Linked DNA regions of Mus musculus: all the other regions are linked to region 3. The links are chromatin contacts, called in public Hi-C and HiChIP or PLAC-seq maps. All regions are on one chromosome and are shown on one strand. The core of a region is the stretch at or near the end of the contact, and the rest is flanking DNA. Distances in the headings are between cores, read along the strand shown. Region 1 overlaps Gm46246 (a long non-coding RNA gene). Region 2 overlaps Lamc1 (laminin, gamma 1). Region 3 overlaps Lamc2 (laminin, gamma 2).

Region 1 (3,992 bases), core at 586-3,085, 220 kb before region 3:
AAGCCAGAATGTTACAGGTGTGAGACGGTTACTATGTTAGTCAGTTGTCCTTGTAACAAATACGTGAGATCACTAGTCTACAAAGATAGGTTTATTTTAGCTACTTGTAAGTAATCGGTCTGCATGTTGTATATACCACAGGACATCTATGCTATTTCTGGGAAATCTCTGGTCTTACGAGGTCTGCTTCTTCGACATAAACGTCTCCAACATAAAAAGCCACAGTTCCCTGAGGTCCTTGGCAGCCAAAGACGCAGACATGTGAGGCCTTGTTTCAGGAGGCACCTTCGGAAGGAAGTCCTCTCTGTTGAAGACATCTGTGCTGCAAACATGGAAGAAACAGAGAAGACAAGATGGAATCCTCAGACTGAGTCCTTATCTGGGAATCAGCTCTGAGGCTAGCAGGCAGCAAGGATGCGGCTAAGTCACCTAGCTGCTAGGCAACAGAGCAGAGGTTCCTCCTCAGGCCAGCATTATGGTTTTCAGTGTTGTCCAGTGTGACCTGAAGTCAGTCCTTACAGTAACTGTGTGAGACTTCCTGCATTCTGCTTGGTCTCTTATGGTTTATTGAGCCATGATTGCCAGCTATGAGTATCCGTCTAACAATTTGAATAAACTGCTTAAATGAGGGTCAGTTCTATGGAGAGAATTACAGCCACAGAGTAAAATGGCATTTTTCTTTGAGATGTTTCATTGCATCTTTTATTATTGTCATTGGGAGACATTTGCCAGCTTCTCTTACTTCGTTTGTATTTCTTGGGTACGCTATATTATTTTTTTTTATTTTTATTTTTTAGAGGATGGAATGAGGGTGGTCAATATAGGTGAGGTAGCCCAGGCTGGTCTTGAATTTTCTATATAGTTGAAGGTGATCTTGAGCCCCTGTCCCTGCCTCCTGAGTTCTGAGGCTGCAGGCATGTGTCACCACTGCTAGTTTTTTAAAAATTCAGTAATGGGGGGGGGGGTCAAGCCTAGAGCTTTGCATGTGCCTGTAAAGTGTCCTACCAACTAAGGTAAATCCCCAGCCCATTATAAATAAATAAATAAATAAATAAATAAATAAATAAATAGATAGATAGATAGATAAATAGATAAATAAATAAATAAATAAATGTATGTATGTATGTATGTTATCATACTGGATATTAGGGGCACATACTTGTAATCTCAAAACTTAGGTTGAGGCAGGGGGATCACTGCAGTTTCAAGGCTAGCCTGGTCTACTCTAGAGAGTAGACACTGTCTCAAAAAAAATATATCATAAAAATGGTTAAACTCAACATTGAAGTGAATTTGCTTTTAAGGGCTCCCCACCCATACCTCAGTCCTTGGAGACTATTCGGGCCCTTGTCACTATGACGTAATCTCAGAAGAGTATTGGGGTAAAGGCTGTCTCTCTATCAGTGTTAGAATCCTAGGCATTCAACAGACGTGTTTTGCTTATCACTAAAAGAGAAACAGAAGATTCCGAGACACTCAGAGCAATTCAGGCCTTTTATTAAAAATTGACAGACCCAGCAAAGCAGCAGGAATCCTCCTCCAATATCTAACTGATAGCAGATTGAATCAGAGATGACACAAGCCAGGACTGGGCTGGTTTATGGTCTCTGTTTAATTTGCAACACAAGGGATTTTAAACAGTGAGTGGGTTTGTCTAAGAATCTTGCTTACGAATGGACTGGGTTGAATTCAGGACCCAATAAGATAGGATAGGATTATTTTAGATAAATTTAATCAGGCTTTTTACAAATTCAAACCCCACCCACATTCCCGCTCAGTGTGATACCTCTGTGAACAAAAGCTCGAAGTGGAGTGAACGCTTTTCGCTTTTTGCTTTTGGGAGATTCCTTCTCACAAGTAAACACAATGGGACAGTGAGGGGAGCAGTGGTGTTCACAGGTGTGGGCTAGAGTCTCCCTCAGCTGACTTACCATCAACCCTTTGAATTTAAAGCTGGGGGTGGAGAGGGGTGGGGTCTCCGTTTGGAGGAAGAAACAAATATTACTTCTCTCATTTTAGAGTGTCTTTTGGATTTTAAGGGCTCCCTGGCTTCGGAGCACACTGAGGTCAGACAAACTTGTTCTGCCTTCACTGCAGTTACAGTAACTAATGGGGTGGGGTGTTTGAAAGAAAGAATAGAATCACAGCCGTCCAGCTGTGAAAATACAAGATCAGTTAAATCCTGCTCCAACAGCTGTGATTGAGTTGCTTGCTTCCTCCCCTCCCCTCCCCTCCCCTCCCCTCCCCTCCCCTCCCCTCCCCTCCCCTCCCCTCCCCTCCCCTCCCCTCCCCTCCCCTCCCCTCTTCTTTCTTTCTTTCTTTCTTTCTTTCTTTCTTTCTTTCTTTCTTTCTTTCTTTCTTTCTTTCTTTCTTTCTTTCTTTCTTTCTTTCTTCCTTCCTTCCTTCCTTCCTTCCTTCCTTCCTTCCTTCCTTCCTTTCTTTCTTTCTTTCTTTCTTTCTTTCTTTCTTTCTCTCTCTTTCACAAGTAGGTCAGGTTGGCCTCTAACTTGTTTAACTTCTGGAAGTCAGCATTTACAGACCACAGGAGGCCTCCCTTTAGGTTTTACAAATTATTTCAGTTCTTCATTTTTCAAAAGCTTAAAGTGATATCAACTTATGAATGTTCTTGGTTTTTAAATTGTGAATTCATAATAATTTCATGAGAATTGCTTACATTTTTCAATATACAACCATATACATACATATATACATACACACATACATATATATGTATATGTATATATGTATGTATGTGTGTGTGTATATATATGTGTGTGTGTGTGTGCGTATACACATATTAAAAACATTCCCAAGGAAAACTGTGGGGTTTTGGTTGGTTGGTTGCTGTTGTTGTTTTGTTTTGTTTTGTTTTTAACTTCAGAAATATTTTACTTAAGTCTGTTTGTTAAAATTTTGCCCAACAGTAGGAACTGAAACCTTCTAACAGTTGCTGTAGATTACTGATGATAACTACCCCAAGGTCATGCCTCCTGGCTTCTTAATGGCCGGGTTCAGCAATATCGTTTGCTGGCAAAGGAATCATTCATTCACAAAACTGGACCCACCCAACCAGAGACCCTTGGTGGAAGTTCAGTTAGATTCTAAACCAAGAAAAATAGTTGCCTCTTTTCCTCACTGAACTTTGATCAGTACTGTGTGCTGTGTGGCCAAGCTAGAAAGTAGATGGAATTTCAAACAAGGCTTTAATGGTACCTTGGGAGCTTCCACCGGACGTCCTTCAACCAAGGAGAAGCATACCAAGATGGGATGCATCACACAGAAAATAGGATTTATTAAAGGAAATCAACCCCATTACCATAGTAGGCATACCCTCAGGGCTGACCCATATTTTATAAATGATGTAAATTACTCACTTTGACATATCTGTAATATGATGTGGCTCAAATTCTTTTCTATCAGGCTTGTTTGTTTTATGAGAAAGGGGTTTTCTCTGCAGCCCAAGGTGGGTTCAACTCACAGCCTCAGCTTCTCTATTGCTGGGCTTACAGGAGTCAGCCCTACTCTAGTAACTTCCTGAGTTTGCCAGATGCTAGGATACAAAGATTAGTAAGAGGCTGCTCCCAGACAGAGGCAGACAGACAGTGAATCCATTTTTAAGAAATGTTTAAGCGCTGGTAAGATGGCTCAGAAGGTAAAGGCACTTACTGCCAAGCCTGAATGCCTGCGTTTGATCCACAGGACATACATAGCGCAAAGAGAGAACTGGTTTCCACGGGTCATCCTCTCACCTCCATAGATGCATGCATATGCATACACATACACCCAATAAATACATTAAAACATAATAAGGTATAATTAATAAATTTCACTTAGAGCCTAATCCTAGCAATTTATAATCTGAGACCAGACAATCAACGAAGCTTGCGAGTTCAAGACCAGCCTGAGCAAGACAGGAAGACCCTGTCTCAAACACTGGAGTAAAGTACAATGTTTAAGATGTGGTTTTTATTCGAAGGAGGTAGAAAACAGCA
Region 2 (4,212 bases), core at 400-2,899, 140 kb before region 3:
TTAACTTCCTTTCTGTCCTTTATGTTGTGAGAGCTATTGAAGACTCTTGGTATTGTTTATGGGGGAAATGGAATAAAAACCTAGTATTTAATTTAACATTTTGTTTAGAGAATACTTGGAAAATTAAAGAATGCATGTCATATGTGACTTTATATGTTCTATAGAACATTATCACCTGGAGGGCCCATGAAGGGTGGTGTAGACTGTCAGCCACACAGCTTAGGACATGAAGGGTGGTGTAGACTGTCAGCCACACAGCTTAGGACAGAAAGGCTGGATTACTGTGCTTTAGTCATTGATGTGTGCGTCTCTGAAGTCAGGGGTCATGCTTACATACATTTAAGAGCGTACGCTTTGTTTCTTGTTTTGATGTTTGTGTTTGCATTTTGAATGTTTAGTGGTGACTGGCTCTGATATTTTGCCTAGAAATCGAAAAAAAAAATCTTTGATTTGAAAGATTTTAAAATTCTGTTGGGTTTATTTTTTATATGGATGGTGTATTTTATTTCTGATTTTTGATGAAATATATCATCTTGGCGGAGGTGTTGGTGGAGAGCTGTGCCAGCAGTTAAGAGCACTGGTATTTCCTCCAGAGGAACCTGGTTCCATTCCTGGGACCCACGGCCCTCTCTTTGTCCTTGACAGACACTGCAGACAGGAGGCACACGCAGGCAAAACACTCATACACTCCAAAAAACAATTGTCTTTTGAGATAGGGTCTCCTCAGATTGCCTGTAGCTGCGGCTGGTTTCGAATGCTGATCCTCTGGCCTCCATCTTCTAGGTAGACCATAGGCTTGTGCCACCGTGTCTGGTTACTGGAACACATTGAAGCATTGATTGTAATGAAGAATTTGCCTCCTGAAGTTGGCCCCACTGCTGTAGGAAGCATGCCATGCACTCGCTGCTGTGGTTTTCTGAGAAGCTGCTGCTTGCATGTTAGTATCAGGCTTAAGTCTCGGTGCATCATTATAAGGAGGGCCTTGGAAAGTCACATGGGCATTGCTGTGATTGACTGCTTTATGGCTGTTGCCATAGTGAGAGATAAAAGTCCCTGCAAGTGGGGTCATTGCATCTCTGTCTTCCCTACATGGCGGGAGATGGGATGAGAGTTTATTTAGGAACTTGCTGATACAGAATACTTGATAATAAGTACCACGTGGAAAATGGAATCTCCTTTTAGAAAGAGCTTTGCCCAAGGTGATGCTACATTGACGTGTGTGTGTGTGTGTGTGTGTGTGTGTGTGTGTGTGTGTGTGTGTGTTTTCTGTAAGGACAAAAGTGACTCTTAATATCATTGTCCCAGTCTCAGCTTTTTAAGAGCAAGCTAATTATTTTCAGGTCAGTGGAAGCAGTGCCTGGGATATTACAGTCAGAGGGGAACGGTGCTCATATATGATGTACAGGCAAAGTAAAGTAGATACATACATTGAGGTGGACATGGAGAAAATGGACCAGAAAGGTGGAGAAGGCAGAACTCAGCAGCTTGTTTGCGAGGGTTGATGGCTTAAGATACTCACTCCTAAGAAGATCTAACTGTCCCTTGTCCTCACAGCCACTCTGAAGTAGAAACTATTAAGTTAGGCATGTCTACAGGTCAGCAGCCCACATTCTTGACAGTGAATGTGTTTCAGAGTCATGATTTCAGAGTTTTCTCCTCCCTCCTCCTGCACAGTGCTGGGACAAGGCGCACCATAATCGAGCGCATGACTAATTCTGCCGTGAGGTGCAGAAAATCCCATACTTTTGTGGGATGACTATAAATAGCCTCGTGTCAACTCAGGTCAGGGTTTGCTGCAGATGAGTTCTCTCCTGCCCAAGGCCTTCGCTGCTAACTTAAAACCATTAGACAAAAAAAAAAACAAAAAAAAACAAAAACAAACTTACCTGACATACAGGGCTTTTAATTTCAGACTTGGGGATAAGGGTTACAGACTAGCATTTCTATTTTTACAGTTAAGGTAGATGCATAGAATGGTAATTTCTCCAGTTTTCTGAGTCTTAAAAACTCTTTTTAGTTTTGTTTTTACTGATGCGCTTGTGATAGGTCTAAGCCCTGGAATGCTGGTGCCTGGGGTCCACTGGTGTCACTGTGGACCTGGAAGTACAGGCAGCCGTGAGTCCCCTAACCTTGGTTGTGGAAACTCAGCTCCTAGGCAATGGCAGGATGTGCTCTTAACCACTAAGCTAGTCCTCAGTCCTTCGCTTCCCCAGTTTTACTTGAGCCTGTAGAAGTAAACTGTGTGTCACCTCTTGCTCTTCTGTGAGGTGGGATCTGGCGTTTCTAGAATAAGAAGGGATACCTACAAATGGCAATAGAAATTTCCCTTACCTTCTGTGGTTAGCTCAAGGTCTGATTTATTAACCCCTCCCCCCCCCCAGGTGCTTTGAATTAAATGTATGACCTTGTGTATCCCCAGCTTTCACCTTCCAGTTTCCCACCTAAACCCATTCATTATTAGTGTAGTGTGAACTGTCAGCAGTATGAACGAAATCCGATCTGTGCTTACTGTTTTTACAACACTTCCTGTTATTATCGCGATACCACACACTTCCAAATGTTCTCTGACACTTACATACAGTTTCAGCCCACAAGAGCATTTTATTAGTATTATTTTTAATACTAATATACTAATTTATACTTTTAGTGCTTTTAATACTAATTAGTCTAATTAGTACTAATTATAAATATTAGTGTTATTTTTCCCCTGCTAGTGATTTCTTAATTTTGTCTTTGTTACAAAAAGCAAAAGTAGTTTGAGATCAAGCCAGAACCAGATTTACTGGTTTATAATAAATAAACAACACTGTACATTTTATCCCTGTTCTTCAGGGTTCCGAGCATAGCCGTTACCGTTTTCCTTGGGCATTAACTGGAATATATTTAACTATGACTACAGTTTGTTTGAGGAAGCGGATTGAGAAAACGCAGGAAAGGCTCATGGTGCCTGGCTAGAGATGCTGAGAGTCTTACAGCCCAGCTGCCTGGGTTCAAGTCACATTTCTCTGTTCTCTATGTACCGGAGGGTGATGCACTGTGCTTACAAATGTCGACATCCCTCACCAATTGGCAGTTTAACTTTGAACATGTAAATGATCATTGTAAGCCCACTTTTGAAAGACTGAGTATAGGGGAGAGTATAGGTTTAAGCAGGTGGTGCAAGCCTACCTTTAATCCCAGTACTCAGAGCTCTGTGAAGAGCCTGGTCTACAGAGCAAGTTCCAAGATAGCCAAGAGAAACTCTGCCCCCAAAAAACAAAAACAAAACCAAATCAACCCAAAATTCAGCTGGTTGTAGGGACTCATGTCTTTAATCAGAGTAGAGGCAGGCAGCGCTGTTTGAGTTCAAGGCTAACCTAAGGTGAATTCGGGGTAGCCAGGGTTATATAGAGAGAACCTACATCAACCCCTTCCTCCTAAATTTAAATCAAAGCTGAACATTGTCTGGTCCATACACTTTATTTTATTGGTCTACATATTTTAAAATTTAATAACATTTTCATATTACAAACTATACTGTTTCAAGGTTTCATGTTGTGTCAGTTTCTGAAGAACTCTGGTCATGATTGGTTTTTTTGTTTGTTTGTTTTGTTTTTGTGTTTTGGGTTTTGTTTGTTTGTTTGTTTGTTTGTTTGTTTTGAGACAGCATTTCTCTGTGTAAGCAGACCTGGCTGTCCTGGAACTCACTGTAGACCAGGCTGGTCTTGAACTCACAGAGAGATCCACTTGCCCCCACCCCCAAGTGCTAGGATTACAGGCATGTGCCACCACCATCAGCTAGGACGCTGTTTGTTTTTTGTAAACTGTCCATATAAGCATTTTAACTTGTATTTTTTGCACAGAAAAGCCTAGTGGAAAACACTAAGTTCTGGGTACTGGGGATGGAACTCGATTGGTAGAGTGCTTGTTTCCTGGGCACCAAGCCCTCGGATTCAATCCCTAGAATCACATAAACTGGTGTCCCAAGTCACTTTTCTATATGTGATAAAACGCTATGACCAAGGCAACTTACAAAAGAAAGCTGGATAATTGTGCTTATGGTTTCAGAAGGCGGGGAAAGTGCGTGGATGTGGAGTAAAGGAATGGCAGCCAGAACAGGCGAGAGCTCAGGTCTCCACTGTAAGCAGGAGGCAGAGAGCACACTGGGAAAGTCTTCTGAAACCCTGGCTTGGCCCCTAGTGACATACTCCCTCCTGTAAAGCTATGCCTCCC
Region 3 (4,080 bases), core at 728-3,227:
CGAGTCCCTGGTTCTTAGCCCTGAGAATGCATTTGCTGGTTGATTTGGATACACTGTGGAGGAGTGGGAAGACCAAGATTGGAAAGGGATTCAGGATGTGAGCCTGGTTAGATCTAGCATTAACCGGATGGGGACTGTGAAGGAGAAGGAGTCCAACAAGCTTCAGGTTTGGGCAGGATTTAACGGGGTCAGAAGACAGCCACAGGGGAACATCATCCACTCTTTCTCCACTATAAGGTCTTTGAGCAGAGTTTCATTACCAGGGGAGAGCTAGCAGCTTCCGTTTTAGACTGATGAGGTAGATACGTGAGTGTGTGCCAAAAAGAGTGATGGAAACCAGAGGGAGCCCTGAGACAGGGAGGCGGTGTCGGGATCAGATGACTGCTCCGGTGCCTCCAGGAAGAGTCTCACCACCAAGGCAAACAAAAGACAGCAAAATCAGAAATTCCACTCCTAGACATACATGTACGATAGATAAAAATGGATAAAATGCACAAAACCTAGTGTGCTGAAGTTCATGCAAACATTACCCATCATTGCTAAGAACTGGGAACACACCAAATGTCTACCAGCTAATGAATAGATAAGCAAATTATGGTAAATCCATATGGTGGGATTATATTCAGCCATCAGGATGATATATACTCCGTGATATGACATGGGCAGACCTTGAAAACTTATGGTATGTGAAATAAGTCAGTCACAAATGGCCTCATGTGATATGATTTCAATGATAAGAAATATCCAGAGTAGTCAAATCTAATGAGACAGAAAGTACATCAATGTCCACATCTGGCTGGGGGTGGGAGCTGAGAGAGGTTGTGGCTTGGCTCTTTTAGGAGCATTGAAAATGGCTAAGATCTGTTCTTTGTGATAATGGTCATATGATTTCCAAGAACTGATTACAAACCAGTGAACGGTTCACCATACACAGGTGAATTCTATGACATATGAATTATATCTCAGTAGAGCCTTACCAAATGGTAGAGCCTGAACATACTGCAATATCAGGTACACAGGGGATTCCGCCATCCTAAAAGACGTGATTGAGTTAGACTATTTAGAAATAAATTATGTATTTATTTTTAAAAAAAGACTAACGTGCTTAGTTGACCAGACTAAATCGTTTAGTAATGGCCTTGGCCTGCACTTGGCACACTCTGCTCTTTTCGGGTAGGTAGCCCAGGGTTCACTGGCCACTGCCCCACTGGCTTAAATAAACGTGTCGTTAAAGGCGAGAAGAGTTCAGCGTGGATGTGATTGCTGAGAGAAGTCCCCAGAAGAAAGCAGAGGCCGTGGGATGTCGCTCGCTCGGGCAGCTGACTTTTGCGTGTCTGACTGTGAAGTGCTGGAAACCGGCTCCTAACTTTCTTCCTCTTTTTGTTCACTCAGAGATTCCAAGTGTGACTGTGACCCAGCTGGCATCTCTGGACCCTGTGATTCTGGCCGATGTGTCTGCAAACCAGCCGTCACTGGAGAGCGCTGTGATAGGTCTGTGCGAACCGTGCCCCTGAGGACTTGAGGGACAGTGCTCTGGCACTTGGTGTTTAAGAATCAATCCACAGAGAACAATTATGGAAAGTGGGCTCTGAACAAATGTTGAGAGCTTCTTTCTCCCTGTCCTCAAAGGCTGAGCTTAAAAAACAAACAAACAAACAAACAAACAACAAAAAAAACATTCATTGCGGTCCATCCTCTGCCTTGGGTCCCCTCTGTTTGTTTTTCCTGTGACAGAGACAGAGGGCCCCAGAGAGTCCCCTTGGCAGCTGCCTGGGACTCCCAGGTGCTTAGATGCAAGGCTGTGTGCAATAATGAGACCACATGACTAAAGTGGGTCTTGGGAGACGCCTGGCCTAATTAAACACGTTGAGGAAAATCCTCCCTACAGCGACCATGGCAGTCTATGGCCATACATAACCATTGTGTACCGAAAAGGAACCGCCCCAGGAAGGGGATGGTACTTACACGTACACACATGAACTGGGGCAGCACGTCAGAGCCCTTTGGGCCTGAGCCATGTTGGGGCAGGTGGAGCAGTGAGGAGCCATTGGCCCTTAGTTGCTGCCTCAGGACATCCCTTGAGTCCAATCTGTGTTCTGACTAAACTTTCCTCTCCCCCAAGATGGCTGTGAGTGGAGGAGCCATCATGAGGGTGACCTCAGAGCTCAAAGAAAGCAAGCATTTTCCTGGCACCCTGCCAAACACATCTGCCTGGGTGAAGGCGCTGCCCGTGCATTCCGAGCCTGTGGTCTCAGGGTGTTGTTGAGAGTACTTGCTGCTCTTTCAAAGGATCCTATCTGGGATCCCTGCATCCGTGTCCAGTGGCCCACAACTGCCTGAAACTCAGACACACACACACACACACACACACACACACACACACACACACGGTATGCATGTTGAGACAGAGTTTTACTCTGTAACAGAGGCTGGGCCTGGAACTCATTATGTAGCCAGGCTAGCCTTGAAGTCATAGCAATCCTCCTGCCTCATCCTCCCAAATGCTAGGATTATACTACTTCCTACTGGAAAGCCTTATTTATTTATTACTGTTTTAAGACAGGGTTTAGAACTTGCTACAATAGCAGAGGCTGACCTTGAACATCTGATCCTCCTGCCTCTATTTCCCAAGTACTGGGATTACAGACATGGGCCACTAAACCTGTCTTTGGAAGCCTTTTAAATTCTAGAATATGCAACAAAGTAGGCAGCTACATAAAGTAACAGTTGCCATCGCCACAATTAGTGGGCCTCTGCTAACAATATTCTATCCCAGTGACATCAGTGGTCAGTGGGAGTGACCATCGCTGGGTGGCATGCCAATCATCCTTGGTTTTCTTCATCATTGGTCATCCCATGGCTCTGTTCCCTCCTTCATCCTTCCCTCTCCGTGGGTTTGAATCCCGCCTCGGCCCTTTTATCCTCCTCCACCAAGAACGTCAGAAATAATTCCAGTCTCAGCAACTCTCTATCTTCAGGGGGGAATTGAATGAAGGTGTAGACATAAGGTGCCTATGGGGCTGTTCCTGTCTTGTGTGGAGAAAACCGGAGCCTTCTTTCCTGAAGCCTCAGAGCTCAGCCTTGCTTGGCAGTTGTCCAAAGAGAAGCTGCCCGAGGGCTTGGTCTGGGAGCAGGAGTGGAATGCCAGCCTGCAGTTGGCTGCTCTGGGGAGTCTCTAGGTTTCTTTTATCTTTGTTACTGGGTCTTTCCTCTGTGGGCCATGTCTAGGTATGACGAACATGGTGCTGGTAAGTACCCCAAGCTCTTGGGGATTGGGACAGTTGAATAGGTACTGAGGTAAGCGCCTTCTCTTTCTGGTTCCCACTTCCCCTCCATTAAACACTCGCTCCAAGGCAGGTCAGCTCTGCATAATCCTGTCGCATTCCTCCCTACCCTACCTCCCCCTCCATCCAGTCGTCAAAGATGGGTCAGTAGTCAAGTTTCCAGACTACCAAGGTTCTAGTGAAGGCACAGACAGTGGACACGCTCATTTGTTGTGTATATGTTTGGGTGAGGGTGGGGGCTGGGATTGCCCCTCTGGTGGTCTGGAGTGGAGGTCAGAGGTTGTATGTAAACCTTGCCGTTTTCTTCTTTCTAGAAATTAATGGTGCCGAGTGAGAGAGAGAGTAGAAGAGGCTGGGTCAGCCATGGCATTCCCTGTGAAATAAGAAATAACAGTGTTGCCCTGACTTCTATGATTCTGCTGCAGGTGCCGACCAGGCTACTATCATCTGGACCGGGCAAACCCTGAGGGCTGTACCCAGTGTTTCTGCTATGGGCATTCAGCCAGCTGCCACGCCTCTGCCGACTTCAGTGTCCACAAAATCACTTCAACTTTCAGTCAGGGTAAAGTATCTCTACAAAGGGTTTTGCTGGGGTTTTTTTGTTTTGTCTTCTTTTTTTTTTTTAATTTAGCATTGTACAAAGATCTGTGACTTGTGTCTAGGACAGTGGCTTCCCTAGTCATAGGATGGCTTCTCAAGTCATGGTTCTCCACTTCCCAGGTCCTGGGATTACAAAGCTGTCCCATCACATGCAGTTCAATTCTGTGCCAGGGATCGAACCCAGGACCCTGGGTAT

What was found. Hi-C and Micro-C count contacts between places; a contact is called where the count stands out from the background. HiChIP or PLAC-seq counts read pairs in DNA pulled down with a chosen protein or histone mark.
Region 1: an H3K27ac HiChIP or PLAC-seq map of embryonic stem cells shows a contact between it and region 3, with 6 read pairs. The contact joins two enhancer-like sites. A contact is called at or near these places in 1 of 484 Hi-C or Micro-C datasets (bone marrow-derived macrophages), 2 of 115 datasets of contacts at active chromatin or transcription factors (both in embryonic stem cells) and 3 of 9 other capture datasets (adipose tissue, embryonic stem cells and liver).
Region 2: a Hi-C map of muscle stem cells shows a contact between it and region 3, with 1.6 times the contacts expected there. The contact joins two enhancer-like sites. A contact is called at or near these places in 1 of 484 Hi-C or Micro-C datasets (muscle stem cells) and 2 of 9 other capture datasets (embryonic stem cells and pancreatic islet).

What each region holds. Positions count from the first base shown.
Region 1 is chr1:153,374,549-153,378,540 of GRCm38.p6, reverse strand. Gm46246 (a long non-coding RNA gene) reads left to right here. Exons shown (of 2, transcript XR_001779877.1): 2 at 142-684. Among named protein-coding and RNA genes, the nearest start is that of Gm46246, 20 kb to the left of the region's middle. Within about 2 kb of position 1,835, at least 26 of the 459 cell types and tissues checked have an H3K27ac peak or open chromatin away from gene starts, as enhancers often do. A contact at or near this core is called in embryonic stem cells, where this site is marked.
Region 2 is chr1:153,289,883-153,294,094 of GRCm38.p6, reverse strand. All of the region lies in intron 1 of Lamc1 (laminin, gamma 1), which reads left to right. Among named protein-coding and RNA genes, the nearest start is that of Lamc1, 41 kb to the left of the region's middle. Within about 2 kb of position 1,649, at least 86 of the 459 cell types and tissues checked have an H3K27ac peak or open chromatin away from gene starts, as enhancers often do. A contact at or near this core is called in muscle stem cells, where this site is marked.
Region 3 is chr1:153,151,803-153,155,882 of GRCm38.p6, reverse strand. It overlaps Lamc2 (laminin, gamma 2), which reads left to right. Exons shown (of 24, transcript NM_008485.3): 5 at 1,393-1,491; 6 at 3,710-3,846. Among named protein-coding and RNA genes, the nearest start is that of Lamc2, 33 kb to the left of the region's middle. Within about 2 kb of position 1,977, at least 26 of the 459 cell types and tissues checked have an H3K27ac peak or open chromatin away from gene starts, as enhancers often do. A contact at or near this core is called in embryonic stem cells and muscle stem cells, where this site is marked.